Linked DNA regions of Zea mays: region 1 is linked to region 2. The links are chromatin contacts, called in public Hi-C maps. All regions are on one chromosome and are shown on one strand. The core of a region is the stretch at or near the end of the contact, and the rest is flanking DNA. Distances in the headings are between cores, read along the strand shown. Region 1 has its middle 110 kb from the start of LOC118476311. Region 2 overlaps LOC103646444 (DExH-box ATP-dependent RNA helicase DExH7, chloroplastic).

Region 1 (5,579 bases), core at 2,675-5,174, 120 kb before region 2:
AACTTTGAAACTGTCAAGGCACCGTAGCTGTTACTGTTAGAGAAGGACCAACTTCACTTCTTGTCGTTGAAGGCGTGACTGAAGAGTTTGCATCCTAATAAGTTACAACCCGATACCATCACACAAGCTACTTCCATTATTGCACTACTAAGTCGTTAATAATCACGCGATTACCAACTCTCAAGGCCCTCATTATTAGCAGGTCGTAGAGGCTGTTCTTCACTATCAACCGGCGGTTCCTTCTCGACGCTTCAAATAACGCGCAAGCAAGAGACCTCGTTTGGTCGAGTCCGACGGTGTGTGCATAGAGAATGGACCGAGGCCCGTCGATGATGACTGAGTTTTGGTGTATTTTCATGGTCAATATAATTATTTGGACGAACAGTGTTTGCTAAGCGTCTTTGATTCTAGTTCAAGGGACGCAACGTGGACTTAGATGAAGGCAAAGAGATAATTCGAAAAAGGTCAACGCTTCGGAAAAAAAAAAGACGTCAGAAGATGTCATTAAAAACCTAGAAGATATCACACGAGAGTCCAATGCACAAGATCGAAGGAGTCTGAACAAAGACACGTAAAGAAACAAAGAGAGAGAAAAAATAGATCGCTCAATAGCATCGAATATGTCCGAAGAAGCACCGGATAAAACACTAAATATGAACGATACTATATCGAAAGCTTACTAAAAATACAGTACTCACTAGACACAGAGGTGCGCACCGAGCGTCACACCGAATGGTGTACTAGATATGGCACTTAGAGAGGTTTACAACATGTTTGGGGAGATCTACAAAGCGTTGGAATATTCGGTGTGCCACCAGATACCCCACTAGACAAGGCACTCGGAGGTTTCATAGCAACCCAAGAGGGACTACAAAGCACCGGATGTGTCTAGTGTAACACCGGTCAAAGTACCGGATGCCCATGTCTAGAAGGACGACAATGACTAGTTCCAATATCTAGCTCACGTGGACGGGCGCTGGCGCATCCAATGACTTCACCGGATATGTCGATGAGTATGTAGAAAGTTTGCATCACTTCCAACAACTACTTTGGACTTGAAGGCTATATATACTACATCAACTAGCTACTTGAGATATGTGGGAGCTGAGAAACATTACAAGTGAGTTGAGACTCATTCCTAATAGCTCTAGACACCCATGTGCTCATAGAATCACTCGGTGATTAGCATAGTTTCTTTACAAAGTGCTTAGGTTAGTTAGACCGCTTTATATATCACTTTTCTATAGTTTTTTCCTAGTGTTAGAAGTGAGGAATTGATACCTCTACCCCTTGGTGCTTGTGTGCACCATTGTAATAGTTGTACAGAAGGGACTAATCTTACGAGATCACACCAAGTATTTATGGTGTGGCCACCACTATGTACTGGAGGAAATGTGACCCGCAGTATTTTGGCTAGAAACATGATAGTGGAGACGACAGAGAGCATCCGAGAGAGGCCAGATCAGAGACCCACTTGGATGAGCATGAAGGACCGAAGCAATCCATAGAGTTATCTGACTGAGAGCTTGGCCCTCACATGGGCTTACTTTGTGTGGTGCTCCAACGATAATTAGGGGAGAGTTTGTGCGATTCTTGATACCTCGATAAAATACTAGAGTCGTTGGCAGGCGTTTGTATCTATCGCACTTAAGCATCTGCATTTATATTGTGTTGCTTTGGTTGTGTGCTTTACCTTCCTAACTTTGTTATAGAGTAGTGGATAGGTTTGGAACCTAGGCTGCACAACTCTTTTCTTTAGAGATAGAAACACTTAGTCAAAACCATAGTTCCACATAAGATAGCTTATTTATTGCATAGATTTTGACTAGGAGAAATTGAAAGGGAAATAGGGTTTAACCTTTTCCTATAAATAATTTTGGTGGTTAAATGCCCAACACAAATAATTGGACTAACTAGTTTGCTCTAGATTATATATTCTACAGGTGCATAAAGGTTCAACACAAACTAATAAAAAGATCAAGTTAGAGTTTAAAAAGAAAGGAGCAAAGAAACCCAAGTGTGCCCTGGTCTGGCACACCGGACTGTCCGGTGTGCCAGGACCGTACACCTCTGAACTCTTCACCTTCGGGTTTCTGCAGCGCCACTCCGCTATAATTCACCGTACTGTCCGGTGTGCCACCGGACTGTCCGGTGCACCAAGCGGAGCAACGGCTACCAGCGCAATGCTCGACTGCAACGGTGTAATACTCAAAATTGTATACAAAGAACAATAGAGAAATCTCCTCAATTTTATGTGCCTTAATTGCATCATAAAAAGAGCACACATATAATAATTAGTGCTTAATTAAAAACAAATGATGTAAAAATAAAAGAAAGAGCATTTTGTTGGAGTTTTATATGCTTGTGCATTAGATAGAATAATAAGGAAAAAAATAATAAGATAATGGACATTAGAAGTGGAATTAAAACCCTAAATTTGAAAGTAGGGTTTTGAAAATAAGAAGAAGAAAAAGGACATAAGAATATAAATAATATAATTATACTTCCAAAGTTGGTATTTTTAATCTCACAATTTGATTTGAGAATAAATTTGGCACAAATTTGAATTTAAAATTCGAATTCAAGTTAAACTTAGAAAAAGAAAAAAAAATAAAAGAAAGAATACCTAAGTGGGCCTCAGTCTGCACATTTCGGCCCATTCCCCTAGCTTCCACCTCGCGCCAGCCCAAACCCCACTGCGGGTGAATCACTGACTGGCGGGCCCAGGAAACCAGCCGCGCGCACCGTCCCTGCAGCCTGGGCCCCACAGATCAGGTCGGCCGTCTTCACGGTTGTTGAACCGAGCCCGTCTCTCTCGCCGCAGCATGCTCACCGGCCGCGGCAACAGCTCCAACCGTAGCCGAACTCTGCGGGACTCTGCAGGATTCACCACCTTGCCAGCCGCTGTGCGCCTCCCTCTCGACCCAGTCTCGCTGCGCTGTGGAGCCCGTGCATCAGCGCTCTCCTTCTTCCTCGGAACGCAACGGCGGGCGCGGATTTCGCGCAGGCGGAACGGACCGATGAATTCCGCGGCAGCTGGGGATAAAGCTCGTGTGCGCTGCGGTTTTGGCCCCTCACTCCCTTGACTCTTGCGCGCAAACACTGATCGCCGCCGCCGCTAGGATTAGGGAATAACGAGGTCCAGTCGCCGGTGGAATCGCGCCCACGTCGTCGATTGGTCACAGCGTGTGGCCTTGGAGCATCCGGTTGGGCATCGCGGTAGTGCGGGTGGCCGTCAGTAGAGCGAAAGGGCACCACGACTCCGACCATTCCTCACCGGAGCTCACGGGCGGCGGTCGGACCGTGTCTCACCGTGGGCAGGATCTCCCACTCCTTCGATCTCGGTGAGAACTCCGCACGGCTCTCACCCTTCGTTCTATAAGCGTTAATCTGAACCGGACGGGGTCGGGACATCGGGGATAGACAGGCATCCTCTCACGGCCATGGCCTCCGCCGTGGAGTGCGGAGCTCCCTGGGCAGGGCCCTCTTGGCTATTGGGCACGATTAATTGGGTCTCCCTCTGATTACCGTAACCATGTGTTAGGTTAGCACCATCGAATTAGGATTTGGGGCTGCAATTTGTGTGTTTACCGTCGCGGCGGTGGGGGCTCGCCGTGGATCGGGCGGCGCCACCGCATCTGGGCGCGGGAATGGGAAGACACGCGTACGCGGTTGGATCGTGATCTGGCGGCGTTGGGGGAAGAAAACGCGCGGACCGTTGATCTTCTAAGCGATGGACGCGATTAGATAAAACGATACCCTTTCACGGCATTAAATCGTAGCCGTCGATCGTCGATCGGGTGGATGCGCTTGCTGGTCAGTTTGCTGCGGCCGTGATCCGATCCTGGCCCTCGGATCTGATCTGATCGGTCCGAATCTTTCCACACCCCTTCGCGGGTACTATTTATTAAAGAGCCCCCTAGGAAATCGCCAATCAACCCGCGCTCCACTCGCACTGTTGGTTGTGTCTAGGGAACTTTCTGCGCTAGCCCCTGCGCTTTCTAGGATTTGAGCCCCAGTCCCGAGATCAGATAAAACAGGGAAACTAATTTAAAAACAGATTTTTAGTACAAATTTAATTGCAAAAACTTGTTTAATTCATAGAAAATGCATATGAACTCCAAATTGGACCATTCCAGTTCCTAGAATTTTATAATATTATTGTCTAACCATTAGTGCCTCTGTTTTGGCATGAAAGACACATTAAAAATTTATCTATCACTTAATCTTGTATTAAATGCATGAAACCTTCAGAAATTCGTATCTTAAAATCTGTAACTCCAAAATTAATGATTCCAATTTCTATGATGTTATTTTCATGACTAGATTATTATTGTGTATTTTAATTACATGTTTGGTGTGATGTTAATTTTTGTTATACTATGTATGTATTGTATTGATGCGAGTAGACGAGCAAGCAACAGAGGATTCTGGGGTTCAGCTGGTAGAGACTGCTGAGCAGGAGCTCGCTGAAGGCAAGTTGTGCCCTTGATCACTTCTTTTACCCATTCATGTTCTTATTATTCATAATGATCTGCATAGGTTAATTTTGATGGGACCCAATAGGATACCCTAGATTTTGACTATCTTTATACCTTGCTTCACCACTGGTTTTACTACTAAGTTTTTGGGTAGTACATGCTATTGCTTTATGTGGATTTGGGTATAAAGATATTTATCACTCATTTTTACACTTGTTATTATCTGTTCATTATTTTATGTTCATGATAAGATCATTATGTTAATGGGAACATGGAGAACCACCCGGGAAAACAGTGCTACCACAAGGGTATAATGGGACGCCCTTGGCTGATTAACTAGGAAAGCTAGTGGAGGGCTACCTTACCCGAAAGGGGCAAGGGCAGTAGGGGAGTGGTCAGTGTAGGGAGGTCCTTGGGTTGATTTTGCTGCGATGGCGGTCAGGCAAGAACCCTGCACTGGAGCTTCCTATAAACTGTAGCGGGTAGTCTGAAGCTAGTGGAACTTTGTAAAGGCCTCGTAGTGGTACCCTGCCTCGCTTCCTTGGTAGAGGTGTATGGAGTCTGATCAACTCCGTGGCAAATGGGTAACACGACTTGTGGGTAAAGATGCGCAACCTCTGCAGAGTGTAAAACTGGTATACTAGCCGTGCTCACGGTCATGAGCGGCTCGGACACTCACATGATTAATATATGGAACTTAAACTCAATCTGTCATTTCATTGCATCTGGGATTATTTTATTATTACTTTTATTTATTATTTCTAAGGTTCGGTATTTACTTACACTTAGTAATTGCTAATAAAATTTTGACCAACTTATAAAAGCAATGCTCAGCTTCAGCCTTTATTTCATTGATCAACCTTACACTACATGAACTCCCACCTTTGGTGAGTTCATGTCACATTATTCCCCACAACTTGTTGAGCGATGAACGTATGTGAGCTCACTCTTGCTGTCTCACACCCCCCACAGGAGAAGAACAGGTGGTTCAGGAGGAGCCACAAGGCGAGGAGTATGATCTGATCTAGGTGGCGTTTCTCAGTTGACATTTGCGCCGACGATCCTTAGTTCGTTCTATATTTATTCTTTTATTTTGTA
Region 2 (5,947 bases), core at 1,033-3,532:
CCCTCTTGTCCTGAACGTCCTAGCTTCTCCTCCTTGACATATTGGCCTTTATAAGTCCTTGTTGGTCCTCTCCAAGGTTCCTAATCATCAAAACATCCATGGCACCAAGCGTAAGCTGTAAAAACACAATTGACTAGGTTAGAATGAATCTAGAGATTCAATTGTTGTGCACGTGCTCGTGTTAACGGTCCAAGCGTTATATATATATGGGAGTGATGTCCTCATCATCCTCCCCCTCTTGAATTGCAGTTTTCCTCGACTCAAGCGGTGGGCAACGGGTGGCCGAGCAACCCCGAGGTGTACAAGACCTTTAGGCTAAAAAACAAGCGTCGATTTCTAGCAGATTCTAGATGTCATTTTCTTACAATGATTTTTGTCAGCTTCGAGCGTATTTGATGTGGGACTAGTTGGGTTAGAAAGCTTATCTTTTTATCTCTCCAATGGTATCTAGAACGTTGAAAATGGAGTTCGTATGTGACCAGGGCATCCGTTTATGTGAGACTCGCTCATGCAGTCGGAACCAGATTCGCTAATAATCTGGACTCATCTTAAGCTTGGGAATCTATGATTGATTAGGCCTTGTCCATATTGTTTACGTACATGTACTCATCATTCTCCCTTTCTTGGTTTTGAGTCGTCCTCGACTCAAAGTCGTTGGTGCCTGCATCAGGTGTTGTTGAAATGTTTGATGTCATCCCGCCTACATCAGGTGTTGTTGTAGTGTTTGATGTCATCCCCACCTTGCTCCTCTTCATGTGTAACACCCAAAATCTAATTTTGGAATATAGGAAAAGTTCTCCAAAAGGTTTTGAATTAAAATATCCGATTATAATAATTTTCCTATTCTTGAAGTACATCTTTTAAAACAAATATCGTTTATAGTAAAAAATTAATAAAAGTATCCCTATATTATTTTGGTTATTCCTCTATTGAAATATATATATATATATAAGTACTCTCTAAATTATTTTACACACTAGAAATCATTTTATTCTCTATTTTGTGTTACATACTTTAAAAAGCTTTGCTTAAATGGGATAATAAACAAATCAATCAACCAAATTATATTTTGCATTCATGCTAGAGTTCTTGCCTTTGCATTAAACCTGAATTTAAATTTCAAAACCAGATTTGATTCAAATTTGAAGTTGGATAGGAAATAGAAATGAAAATAGAAAAAAGAGAAAGGGCTCACCTGCACTCGTGGACCAAATTCCTTCTCTCGGCCCAAACTCTCCCCTAAACCCCTGTTCACGCCAACCCACTTCTCCCATCCCCCTTTCTTCCTCTGGTGTCACTTACGCATGGGCCCCACAAGTCAGCCCGCCTCACTCAGTGTCGGACCAGTCCTCGACACTTCAACCACGCCCGTGCGCGCCTCGAACAAACAAGCCACCACTAGGTGGGTCCGGCCGATCAGCCCTGAACCCGCGTCCTCACTGTCGTCGCCATGTGGGGTCCCATATCATCTCTTCAACTGAATGAGCCTTCAACCGTCGTATGCACCGATCGAATCCGTTTGGGATTCTTATCACAACCGAGTTAAGTCTTGTTCGTTTGTGCCGGATTGTTGGGTCGGAACGATTCTTAACCGGATTGATTCTCTAATTTATATAAACTTTGATTATCTGAAACGATTCTGGGTGCAATCCGACATAAATGAACAAGACCTTAGTTAGGATCCACTCGGGTTATTAGGGTTTGGCGTGTGCCCCTGTATAAATCCCATGCGCCGCCTCGCCCATCGAACTAAGGAAGCATCGTCGAGCGGCAACGGGAGGAGCTCGACGCCAACATCGTCATGTGGAGAGGGACGCTGAGCCGCCATCATCGTTCCCGTCCCTGCACCAACCGAAGAGCTGTGGATGGGCATGGAGAGAGGTCTGCACCCATGGAACGCTTACCCAGGGCGATGGGGCCTCGTGTGATCGCTTCGTTCTCATGACGCTCCACGCCGTGGATGGGAACCTGCGGGTCATAACTCACCAGTAAAACACTACAATTAGATTCGTATCATGTCCTGCATCGTGTAGCGCTGGTCCACGTAGGGTTCGGTGGCCGAAATGTCGGGATGCGTGCACCGGCCATGGCATCCGTCGTAAGGGGCAGAGCGCCGCCACCACGGTCCATCGGAGAAGGAAGAGGGCACCGCGGCCAGGGAGATACCCCTTCACCACGTTAAATCATATCCACAAACCTGATAGTGAGTGGATTTGAGTCACTCTTGGTCGTTTAAAATCCAGACCGTTGATACAAGATCTTGCGACCACACTTGCGTACCGTTTCGTTAAATAGAATGATCTAATATGGGCCATCGAGGTCTGATCATGCGACTGTGGTGCATCCATACCCTTTCGCCGAGCAGGTTTTGCAAAAGAGCCCTCACGTTTTATAGTTATGAACCCACCGTCCATGCCAGTTATATAATCATCACAAATCGGTCCTTTTTCTTGCATATTAGACCCTGTATTTTTTAGATTTCATACATGTCGCCCCTTCCTCTGATTAATTAAATAAAAATGAATTAAGAAATTTCATAAAAACCGTTTATAATTATTTTCCTGTGTAAAACTAATATAAAAATGCCTAGTAACTTTAGATATTCATAACTTAATCGTTTTAACTCCGATTTTAGCGGTTCTCGAACCTACGATCTCGTAGCGACGTGTAAAATATTATTACACAGTTGTTTTCTATGTTTAGTGTAATATTATTTTACCTATCCGTTATCTGTCTATATGTATTGCTACCAATAGAAGCGAGATACTTAAAACAATTGGAGAAGTACTTAGAGTTGCATCAAAAAGGAAAGTTGTGCTCTTGATCACTCTTCTTTACCTAATAATGTTCTCTATAATCACCGTGACATGTTCAGGTTAATATGATGGAACCTAATAGGTTACCCTAGTTTTATTTACTCTACACCTTGCATACAAATGAACTATTGGGTAGTTATGCTATTGCTATACCTGGTTTTGAGATTAATGTTACATCTAAATTACAATCATGCTTATCATTATCGTTGGTTTATTTAGTGTTCATGACAAGACCATTTTTTATATACACCATTTACCTTTTCTAGATAAATAATTTTTGATATACAATAAGATATACATTATGTTTAAATATATAGTTAGATATTCATTATGTTCAGATATATAGTTGAAGCAGTGTATTTAGAAAAAAACGAAAACGTCTTATTATAATTTGAAATCGGCGGAGTACGAGTTACAGGGTAGGCAATACAGGGGAAAGGTCAGCGAAAAGAATAGTTGGTTCGTGCCACCTGTACAACTTTTGAACTGTCAAGAGGCCGCGGTAGAAGAGACGATAGATCGAACTTGTTATGCATATAACATTTTGCATTTCTCTGCAACAACAGTAGTTCGCGATGTTCTTTTGCTAGTACAACTAACTAAGCACTCGTCACAGAAACTTCAGAACGTAGCCAGATTGTCGTGACCGTGACAACGCTTCTTTTTTCTACATTTTCTTCTAATATCCACTTCCGTCTCAGATCAAGTTTTTTTGGATTTAGGAAGCTGCAAACTGATACGGTCTGATTGGTTATCTGCACCATCTCATCTTTGATCACAGCATGTGTTGACTTTATTTAAGATTATGTTTGGTTGCTTACAGGTAGGAGTCACAATCTGCATGAGTGAATGCAAAATAAATCATTTTAATGTTATTAACCTGCATCCACCAATACACTCAAAATTATCGTACGTGCCTGGCTCCAGCCTACGTATCGACATACAGCCATCCAATCAGGCAGATAGAGACTCATTTTTCACTCTTCTTTCTCCTCTATTTTCCTCTACACTTCACCACCATTTCCCATAAAATTTCATGCCTTCGATCCGCCACAGATCCTCGATAAGGTCCGTGTTCCTCATGTCATTCTACATCAGCACGATTTTATTCTATTTATTTATCCACAGTTCTAGAATACTAGTCCAAAATATCATTCGTCCTAAACCTACCGAGCTGTACGCCTGTACTAGTCACTTTTTTACAGTACTAAAACACTTGTCATAAGCACGGAAAATTCTCAAGAAAAAAGTAATTCAGAACGGACAGTACTTTGTACGAGATGCACGTACGGTTGGGTTCCAAAATTTTTCAATTGCAACTATCACGAGGTACAACAAGTGCAAGGTGTGCAACGCTAAATATCAGGAATCCTAATGCAACTCTCATCATCACTAACTGCCATCTATAATAGTATTTGCTACAGTTTCATATATGTATATGGTTTTTCCCTCTTCATTTTTTTTCATTTTTTCTGTCCAAAGTGTCAGATGGAAAATTGACGGCAATTCAGGCTTTTGAGTTTTATCTGCTCTGTACGTTGATGCACGTAAGCTCCAAAATTAGGACAAGGGTATTACACTAATACTAGACCGACACAAACTTGTTCCATATAAAACAAGCAACACATTAATCACTGCGGCTTGCTGCGGCTTTAATCCGACTGCAACTGTGGTTTCTATAGTATTTTGTTTCTATAGATTACAGCTGCAGCAGTCCAAACACCTGAAGCCAGCCAGCCGAATAATATATTAAACTCCTTTTCCGCTTTGCAGCTTCCACATTAGCAATCAGCCACATTGTGCAATAAGAATCCTGTGCAGACTAACGTGCACATCGGCAGAAACCGATACTGATCAAAAGCCTACAAAGAATGACGGAACAGAAAATATCAAAATGGCCAAGTTCTAAAACCATCTGTCCATGCAACTGAATAGCATAATTATATCCTAAAAAAGGCTATCATCTGGATATTAAGCGTACATTAGCAACAAGAACAGTAGCTGAAAAGCGTATCTTCAAACTTACATACTAGACACCATGTTTTCTACCATTATTTGACAGGTTTCGTTCAAGGGGTTGGCTAAGTAGTTCTAGCGGAAGGTTGGTCAGGTCCTTCTTTTGTTAGTGGTATTTTGAGTGGTTTTTGGTAGAGTGAATTTTGCAGTCCCCTACTTGGTCGAGAGTAGGGGATGACGGATCTGTAACAGACCCTTATTTTGCAGTCCCCTACTTTCAAATTTTGTTTCGATAGAAACACAATTAGAATGTTTCCAGTCTCTCAACATCAGGTGGCTGTGTCCTGTCTCTGGTGGCCCCATTAAGACACCCAATACAACAAATAAAATGGATAAGATGCCAACCCGTAATTTCTCCTACATTTTCGAATCGTGCAAGAAATCATAATCACATGGACACATTTACAAAATATTGATCCTCATTGGCCAGTTAAAATTATCATATCATAATGAAATTACCAAACAGATGATACTACTACTCAACTCAAGAATTATTACTCCCTCCGTACCAAAATATAATTCGTTTTAGATTTAATATAAATTCATTGATTAACATGTGAATGTAGTTTGTATGTATGTCTATTCATTATCATTTACCAAAATATAATTCGTTTTAGATTTAATATAAATTCATTGATTAACATGTGAATGTAGTTTGTATGTATGTCTATTCATTATCATTCTTCAAACGTGGACGGAAAAAAGGGGCTAGAAAAAATATATTTTATTAGTGATATGCAGTAGAATGATTCAAACGAGCAATCATACAAGTTTCCCTACCAAAGAAAGCTCGATGTGCATTTTAGGAGTGTAGGAACCGGATGATACACTTAAAAGTTTAGGGACCGACAGTGTTTTTACTAAAAAATTTTAGGGACCGATAGTGTTTTTACTAAAAAATTAGTATCGATAGGATTGCCATGAATTCATGCTTATCGAGCCTTGTCTTCTTCTAACAATAAATGAATGATGGACCTGACCACTTCGTTGTCAACAAAAGTTGCCATCTGAAATAAGACAATCAGATAAGGTAATTAGAAAAGGGGAGTTGCAGGCTTGCAGCCCATATCTTCTGTGATGTCAAGCAGGTTTTGTACAAAGAAAGATATACAATT

The links. A called contact is a pair of places that touch in the nucleus more often than the background predicts.
Region 1: a contact with region 2 is called in a Hi-C map of endosperm, with 4 times the contacts expected there. The contact joins two enhancer-like sites. A contact is called at or near these places in 6 of 25 Hi-C or Micro-C datasets (bundle sheath, ear, endosperm and 3 more).

What each region holds. Positions count from the first base shown.
Region 1 is chr2:52,557,751-52,563,329 of Zm-B73-REFERENCE-NAM-5.0, reverse strand. No RefSeq gene overlaps it. Among protein-coding and RNA genes, the nearest start is that of LOC118476311, 110 kb to the right of the region's middle. Within about 2 kb of position 3,924, at least 17 of the 20 cell types and tissues checked have an H3K27ac peak or open chromatin away from gene starts, as enhancers often do. A contact at or near this core is called in ear, endosperm, leaf and 1 more, where this site is marked.
Region 2 is chr2:52,436,831-52,442,777 of Zm-B73-REFERENCE-NAM-5.0, reverse strand. LOC103646444 (DExH-box ATP-dependent RNA helicase DExH7, chloroplastic) reads right to left here. Exons shown (of 33, transcript XM_008671176.2): 33 at 4,109-4,678. The coding sequence ends at 4,598. Among protein-coding and RNA genes, the nearest start is that of LOC103646443, 14 kb to the right of the region's middle. Within about 2 kb of position 2,282, at least 18 of the 20 cell types and tissues checked have an H3K27ac peak or open chromatin away from gene starts, as enhancers often do. A contact at or near this core is called in ear, endosperm, leaf and 1 more, where this site is marked.